Linked DNA regions of Mus musculus: region 2 is linked to region 1. Evidence: chromatin contacts called from public HiChIP or PLAC-seq data. All regions are on one chromosome and are shown on one strand. Each heading gives the region's core, a stretch centred on a gene start, on an enhancer-like site or on the middle of the called end of the contact. The rest is flanking DNA. Distances are from core to core; before and after follow the strand shown. Region 1 holds the start of Cpne3 (copine III). Region 2 overlaps Wwp1 (WW domain containing E3 ubiquitin protein ligase 1).

The links. HiChIP or PLAC-seq counts read pairs in DNA pulled down with a chosen protein or histone mark.
Region 2: a contact with region 1 is called in a BATF HiChIP or PLAC-seq map of CD8 T cells, with 14 read pairs. The contact joins the enhancer-like site here to the promoter of Cpne3 in region 1. A contact is called at or near these places in 2 of 39 promoter capture datasets (the C10 cell line and pre-B cells), 4 of 484 Hi-C or Micro-C datasets (the G1E-ER4 cell line, Th2 cells, nephron progenitors and 1 more), 2 of 115 datasets of contacts at active chromatin or transcription factors (CD8 T cells and stem cell-derived neural progenitor cells) and 3 of 9 other capture datasets (adipose tissue, liver and pancreatic islet).

The regions. Positions count from the first base shown.
Region 1 is chr4:19,567,811-19,571,672 of GRCm38.p6, forward strand. Cpne3 (copine III) reads right to left here and starts at 2,298. Exons shown (of 16, transcript NM_027769.3): 1 at 2,191-2,298.
Region 2 is chr4:19,679,125-19,683,057 of GRCm38.p6, forward strand. The region is part of intron 2 of Wwp1 (WW domain containing E3 ubiquitin protein ligase 1); the gene reads right to left. Among named protein-coding and RNA genes, the nearest start is that of Wwp1, 28 kb to the right of the region's middle. Within about 2 kb of position 2,092, at least 13 of the 459 cell types and tissues checked have an H3K27ac peak or open chromatin away from gene starts, as enhancers often do. A contact at or near this core is called in CD8 T cells and liver, where this site is marked.

The sequences.
Region 1 (3,862 bases), core at 1,048-3,547:
CCTCAAGAGGCTGAGAACTAATGGAAGTGGTATTGATTCTTTCTAAAAGATCCACCAGCAAGATCAAACTTTGACAAAGAATTGTGCCTCATTTTGAATATTTAAAGGTCAAAATGTCATGAAATCATTTTTCACATCCAACATTATCTTTCTTAACTTATCTTTCACCGTTAGTGAAAGAAATTTTTGGAAAAGAGGTAGTTTAACAACTATAAATGGAATCTGAGGACAGCACCAAAAGACAGCAAGAAAGAAAACCCCACGAACCAAGGCATAAGAAGAGATGAGAGAGCACAGAGACAATATGAGCTGAGTGCTTGAGCAGATGCAGGTGCAGAAGAAATGTCACTGTAAAGAATGCTAAGAAATATTTTAATTAATTATTTGTTTATTTCAGTGTTGCAGGACTAAGCCCAAGGTCATCAGCTTGATAGACAAGTTCCCTTACACCAACCACGGTCACCAGCCCCATAAAATATCTTAATTTCCTTTGTTTGTTTGTTTGTTTGTTTTTGGTTTCCAACAGAGTTTCTGTATATAGCACTAGTTGTCCTGGAATTCCCTCTACATATCAGATTGGCCTCAAACTTAGAGACCTACCTGACCCTGCCTCCTGAGTGCTGGAATTAAGGCTTTATTTTATAGATCACTGTTTATAAATGTTCAAGTAAAATTAAAAGAGATGTCCAATTATCAACATGCCTTTGGAGGCAATGAATAATTTTGCTCCCCCAATTCTAGACGTCAGCTTTAGGGGATAGATCAGAGAAGAGATTCTGAAAGACAGTACTTCCTTCCCTTCCTGTGCCAGGCGTGTTTTAATCTAAAAACCAGAAATTCAGTTTTGTCTCATTAAGAGAGCTTCTGCATGGTCCAATCTTGGAGATGAGGCACTAGATTTTCAGGCTCGAGTGGGGTGCATTTTTCAACTCATCAGCCAAAAGGGGCCGCCTTTTAAAAAATATTCTCAAAACAGAGGGGGCAGGGTGAGGGGGAGTGTTGAAAAGCAGATAGATTCTGAGAATCCACTGTTGTCACTACAACTACCATCATCATTTATCTTATCGTTATTTATGTATCAGACACTTCGATGAGTGATCTACAAACATTTTATTTAGCCCTCACCACTCTGACACATCAGTGCTATATCCATTTTACAAATGTAGAAACACACCATAAAGGGTTGGGCATCCCACCCAAAGGTTAGACAGATAACAAAACCTCAGAACATACTTGAAACTAGACAGATAGTCACTGCCTTTCTTGTGAAATAAGATTCACTTACTTTTGTAAATCGTAAAGTATTAAAAAAAAAGTACAGACCACAATCGAAACCTAATGCTACCACTTTCAGAGGTGCCAAGTTTCATAAATTAATTCCAGTTTCCTGAGGAGTGAAAAAGATAATAGTCGCATTTATGCTTGTTGTGAGCTAACTATATATAAAAATGGTCTTAACACAGAGGTTGTGGGTCACTGCAAACCACTGGTTATTTTAATCCTACTTCACCCTCTGATTATTGGCGGCCACAAACACAACAGAAAGAAACAAAAGCTGATCGCAGTCAAGTGCATTAGCGCCAACACTAACGGTCACTATGCTCTCAAGTTTCTGACTGCAAAACAAGTAAGTGGCACTGCCCTTCCTTCGCGTCGCGTGTGCAGTGAGCCCAAAGCCCTGGACACAGGTGCAGGAGCTTGCTAGGACTTCACCCAGGCCCAGCTTTGCACCGAATTCAGTAGCACCTTTTCCCTCAGCACGCAGCCTTTCCTCCACCGTTCCCCCACACGACCGGTTCGTCTGGTTCACCAATCTTTCCCCGCTGAGCGGGACCGAGATTTCGGGGCTGTAACCCTTCGCCCCACCCTGCCCTTCCACTCGAGGCCCGCGGATCCCCGGCAGGGTTCTTCAGGTGCGCGAGCCGCAGGCCCAGGAGGCGCTCGCGGCCCCCAGGCTGACCCCCAGCCCCGGACTTCCACGGGCCGCGGACCCAGCACGCGACACTCGGGAGTCCCCAGAGTGGGCACCGGAAACCCACGGAGCACTTCCAGCGCCCGGGGCCCGGAGGGACGGGCCATGGAAGCCTGAGGGCCCTAAGTCTTCCCGCCCGGGACCGGCCCGCTTCCCGGGAGGCTGCAGGCTTGGGCTGGGACACACGGCTCCGGAGCTGGGAAAAGTCACGCACTCACGTGCTATATCGCCGCAGAAGTCGAGTGAGGGTGGAGAGCCAGCGAGGAGCACCGCAAGGCGGCAGGACCGCAGGGGCTTTACTGGAACCTGAGGGCTGGACCGCGGAGGGGCGGGGCTCGTGGGCGGAGTCCCGGAGCGGAGGGGCGAGGGCGGAGCTTGTGGGCGGGACCAAGGTGAAGTTTTGCTTTTGATAGGGAGCTTGCTGCCCAACCCATTTCAACCCATTTTCACTCCCAGTTTTCTTTGCTGCGCCTCAACCCGCTGACCTTTTAAAGAATTCTTACAAAACCCGTAATTGACTTTAGGCAGTAAAATATCTGATCTGGTCTGGGGGGGAGGGGGGGGGGGCTCGGAAGTGAAGAGCACTTGTTGCTCTTGCAGAGTTCCCGGTTTGTAGCTCACAAACATCTAGCACATTCCAGAGGATCTGGCATTCTCTTCTGATCTCCCCAAGGCAGCAGGCAGGTGTGTGTGTATGTGTGTGTGTGTGTGTGTGTGTGTGTGTGTGTGTGTGTGTACAAACATGCAAGCAAAACATTCATACATGCAAAGCAAAACAAATAAACCTTAAAAAAATAAAGAAAGAAAACAGATCTGGACAAGGAAATAGTGTGAAATGCCAGCTCTTAAGCATCCTTCTGTAGAGCGTACACCTTCCCAGAGTAATTTTACATGCTTATTTTATTTAATATATATTTATTTTATTTGGTCGTCACAAAAGCTTTGTTATGTGTTTAGCGCCACGTGCCTTTTCATAAGAATGGTGCAAGAAAATACTGTGAAATGTGGTAGGTAAACAGTTGTTCAATTTGCCTAAAGTCATCAGATTATGCTAATCTCAAAATGCCTATGGTGATGGGTACTCAAAGTCACATCCTTCTATTGAATGAAAATTTAAAATATCTGCTGGAAAAAAATGGGATAAAAATCAACAAAGACAAACGAACAGTATTACAAAAGTTACTTCACTTACATTGGTGAGGGGAAAAAGGCGGGGGGGGGGGGGGACACTCAATAGAAAGGACTAAAGAATGGAATGTGATATGTAAGCTTCCAGAGGAGAAAGGTCATCTCAGTCTTACCCAGCAGTGAACCCTAGAGCGCCAGTGATGAGCAGCCTGGAAAGACATGCCCTTTGTGCAATAGTGGCAGGAATATCATGGAAATAACTCACCACTTTCTGATTGGATTTAAGTTCCACTCCACTCCACAAAATGAAATCCATACCTGGCACTATTATCGAGGCAAAAACAACAGCTAGGCAGGTCACAGACCCAGGGGAGAATCTACTATAAATATTCTGCTCAATGGACAGAGTATCAAGTCAGCTCCTAATGGCTTTTCGTTAAACTCATAGATTAATGCACCTCTCCGCTCTCATCAGAGCAGCTTCTGTTTGCAGCCGTGGTGAACAGAGTCCCGCAAATGTCCAAGGCACAGAGGGTGAGACTAAGGAAAGCATACCCCTAAATGGGATAGTTGCATCATGCCCCCTCCTTCCAAGACCCAGCAGTGATCATTAAAGAAGACAGAAAGCAAAGAATGTAAGAGCTAGAGTCTTCTGGGCAGTTTTAAATGTGAGCTCACTGCAACTTTGACAGCCTGGAATGACCTGCAAAAGCTCAGGTTGGACAAATTCTCAGCATGGAGAGGGGCAATAGGTATAAAGTC
Region 2 (3,933 bases), core at 842-3,341, 110 kb after region 1:
CACATAATATGTGTTGGAATGCACTCATGCATGTGCAGACACACACACCAAGAAAAGAGTTACTAATCTATGATCAAAACCTCATTCAGTTCAATGTTCTTATTCTACAGATGAGAAAGCAGGCTTATGAATGACATCTACTTGAGAGCAATCAGCTGTTAAGATCATATAAGAAATTCAGTCCTACACCACACTTATATAATGATAGTCTTAAAAAAAACCAAACAAACAGATAATACGATAGTAAGAAAAGGATGGGCCGGACGATTCAGTGTATGAAGTGACTTGAGGACAAAGCTGACAACTTTAGTTCATTCTTAGTATCCCACAGGTCGTCTTCTAATTTCCACAAGTACAGCATGACATGTGCTGCTCCACCCCCACATAAATAAATAAAAGAAATGGAGAGTGTATAGACAAAGACATATTATCCTGATATGTAGGCTGATGGTGGCAGCATATGGTCAAAGAGACAAGAACTGGGCCTGCTACAAGGTGAAGGGAGCTCATTGTGAGGCCCTATACCAAAATTCCATGAGAACACTAGCAGCCCATTTATATAGACCCTCAGGAAAACATTCTCACTTAGCCACTGGGGCTACCCAAAATGAAGAGCAGCCTAATCTGAGCCTGTAAGTAAGTGAAGAGAAGACCTGGGCAGTGGTGGCACACACCTTTAATCCCAGCATTAGGGAGACAGAGGCAGGCAGATTTCTGAGTTTGAGGCCAGCCTGGTCTACAGAGTGAGTTCTAGGACAGCCAGTTCTACACAAGACCCTGACAAGAAGAGAGAGAGAGAGAGAGAGAGAGAGAGAGAGAGAAGAAGAAGAAGAAGAAGAAGAAGGAGGAGGAGGAGGAAGAGGAGGAGGAGGAGGAGGAGGAGGAGGAAGAGGAGGAGGGGGGAGGGAGGGAGGGAAGGAGGGAGGGAGGGAGGGAGGGAGGGAGGGAAGGAAGGAAGGAAGGAAGGAAGGAAGGAAGGAAGGAAGGAAGGAAGGAAGTCAAGAAAAATCCAATCCAATAGTTTCTGACTCTCAGGGACTTTCAAAATTACAACTGTATACTTTTACATTCTAATTTTATCAATGGACGATGAAATAAAGTATGGCCAATCAAGAAGAAACTAGAAAACGATTAATCTAAGTTTGGAAAAAAGATAAAAATTGATTTAAACAGATATTTTACTTTATAATACTTTCAGATTTATAAAAAAAATTGAAAAGATACAGTTCACATAGAGCCCACAGCCAACTTTATCCTGTTATTTATGCATTTACTTTTACTGTAAATGACAACTAAACTCTACATACATTTGGAGTGCAATGTGATTTGATAAAAAACATTTTATGTGTATGGTGGTTTTGCTTGCATGTATGTGTATGTATCAGATGAATGCAGTGCCCATGTAGGCTACACAAGAGTGTCAGGTTCCCTAGCACTCAATGAGAGATAGCTGTGAGCTGCCATATGGGTGCTGGGGACTAAAACTAGATCCTGTCGAAAAGCAGCCAGTGCTCCTAACCAATGAGCCATCCATCCAGCCCCAAAATGATGTTTTAATAGATGTCTACATTGTGAAATATTATACCAGAGTAAGCATATCTATTGCTTCAATTTTTTATTTTTTTTTTTATTTTTGGTGAAACATTCAAAATCTTCTAGCTTTTTAATACTTTATAGCTATCTATAGTCATTTACAGATGTTTAACCTACTTATCCTAAATATAACTTAGTGTACACCAATTAACCTTGTTCTATCACACACACCCATTGCCAAATGAGTTAATCAATATCAAAGCAATTATTAACTAAAACTTCCACCTCTCCTTAGTTTTCACCTTTTCTAAACAGGAACCATAAAACGTGAGCTCCATACAGAAAGATCACATCAAACTCAGAGATCCATTTACCTCTGTCTTCTGAGTGCTGGGATTAAATACATTAAATTATAGGCCAGGATTCTATAAGTACTGCCCATAGCATCAATGAAGTCTTTAAGTGAGAGAGTAAGTTGATACTGCTTATGATGTACAGGACAAAGACAGGGACAAGTGATTGTTCTTTTGGCCATGACTGAATTCAAGATAAGGATTAAACAAATAAAAATGGACAGGCAATCCTGCCAAAAACAGCTTTGATAAGTCTCAAACCTAGAAGAGGCAATACTCTCAAAACTCTGAAGGCAAATATGAGTATTACAGAAACAACAGATACATGGACTGCTGCAATGACTGAGGCACTCAATACTAAGATACTGAGGTTGATTCCAGGAAAAGCACTGTGCAGGTGTCTCCTGAAGCAAGAGCAAGTGTGGGCCACTAAAATGCCTATGGCAGATGGCACAATCAGTTTTGGTACTCCAAAGACAGTAACCCATGAGATCATTACAAGGATGGTAACATTTCAGGGTATTTTATAGTGACAGGCACTCTTACCACACAATTGTGCTTAATACAGGATGCCAGACACTCACTGCTACCAAAGGCCAACCTGGAACAGTAGCTTCTGAGTTCACTCTCTTACCAAATATTATTAAGGACATGGACACTCATAGGAGCAAGCAAAGCAAACACAAGCTTTGTTAAAAGATATTAAAGTAAATTTAAATGAAAGTTAAAAGGAAGTCCCAAAAGTGGAAGAGATGCCAAGAGAGGAAACGTTGAATTATTTTGTCTTGTGATTTTTCTAGAACTGTGGTAAAAACTGGGGAAGAGATGAGATAATCACTATGAGATTGGTTAGTCCACTGGGCTATCACAGGCTTGAGCCACTGGGGGCCCATTTGCTCTAGGCATGTCCTGTCTCAACCAAAGAGATTATCCATAATCTGTTTACATGAAGTTCACCAGTGACAGGTAGTTGAAGCCCCCAATCCTGCTTTGTCCATCTCTGACTTCAGCTTTAAAAGTTGTGGGCCTTAACTGTCTGCTAGTTAGTAATTACTGGCTAGTGTTGCTACCTCCAATCCTGTAGGTGTCTCAGTGCTGTTAATCACACTAAGCTCTTTTTGTTCCTCACAGCCATCAGAGAACAGCTACAGATGTTCTTATTAACTCCTGATTTATAAATCAGTTCTGGGTCTCTTTCCTGACATAAGTAGAGGCTTTCTTAGAAACTATTTTTACTTAGTCTGTTATAATTGCCTACATTAGAAGTAAGAATGTGTAAAACAGCAATAGTTCCCAGCGTACATTCTCAGGAGTGAGGACAAGATTCACAAAAGATAGCCTGCCAGTCCACCAATACTGGTCCGTCTATCTGTTGCCAGTCCACCAATACTGGCCTGTCTATCTGTTTTGCTCTTATGTCTCCTAAGCTATCTCATACTCAGTTGTAAGCACTTTGTTCCTCATCCCTTATAGTTCTGATTAAGCTGTTTTAACACTAACCTTCCTCCCTTTTAACCTCAGCTCTGTTTGTCATTGCAAGACCTATGAGTTACTTGAAGTTTTCACAATGGGCCCTTTTCTCTTACTACCTACAAAAACCCAGCTCCTGAATCAGAAATAGACATCCCTTTCAAAACCTCAAATGTGAAGCTTCCGATTACCCCTAAGTAAAATGACTCCTGCTGACACCTCCCAATCCAGCCCCGCAACTTTGTATTGTGAAAGACAACACCTGATGACTAAGTGGAAAGTAAGAAGCAGAAGAGCAACTGTGGAGCGAGCAAGAGAACGAAGCTACTTCTTCTGTTTTAGAATTCTGTTCACTGAATAAACCATAATAGTAATTTTTCAAATGAAAAAAAAACATGAATGCAAAGATATTACACATAAAAGTTTGTGGACTACCAAAACAAAAAAGTTACACTTACAGATAAGTACATATAGCATTCTCAAGTGACCTAGGAAAAGGAATTTGAAGTCCTGAGTTAATTACACACAATTAATGTGAAGAAAACAAAAAGAGATGATACTGAACTAGAAAAATAGC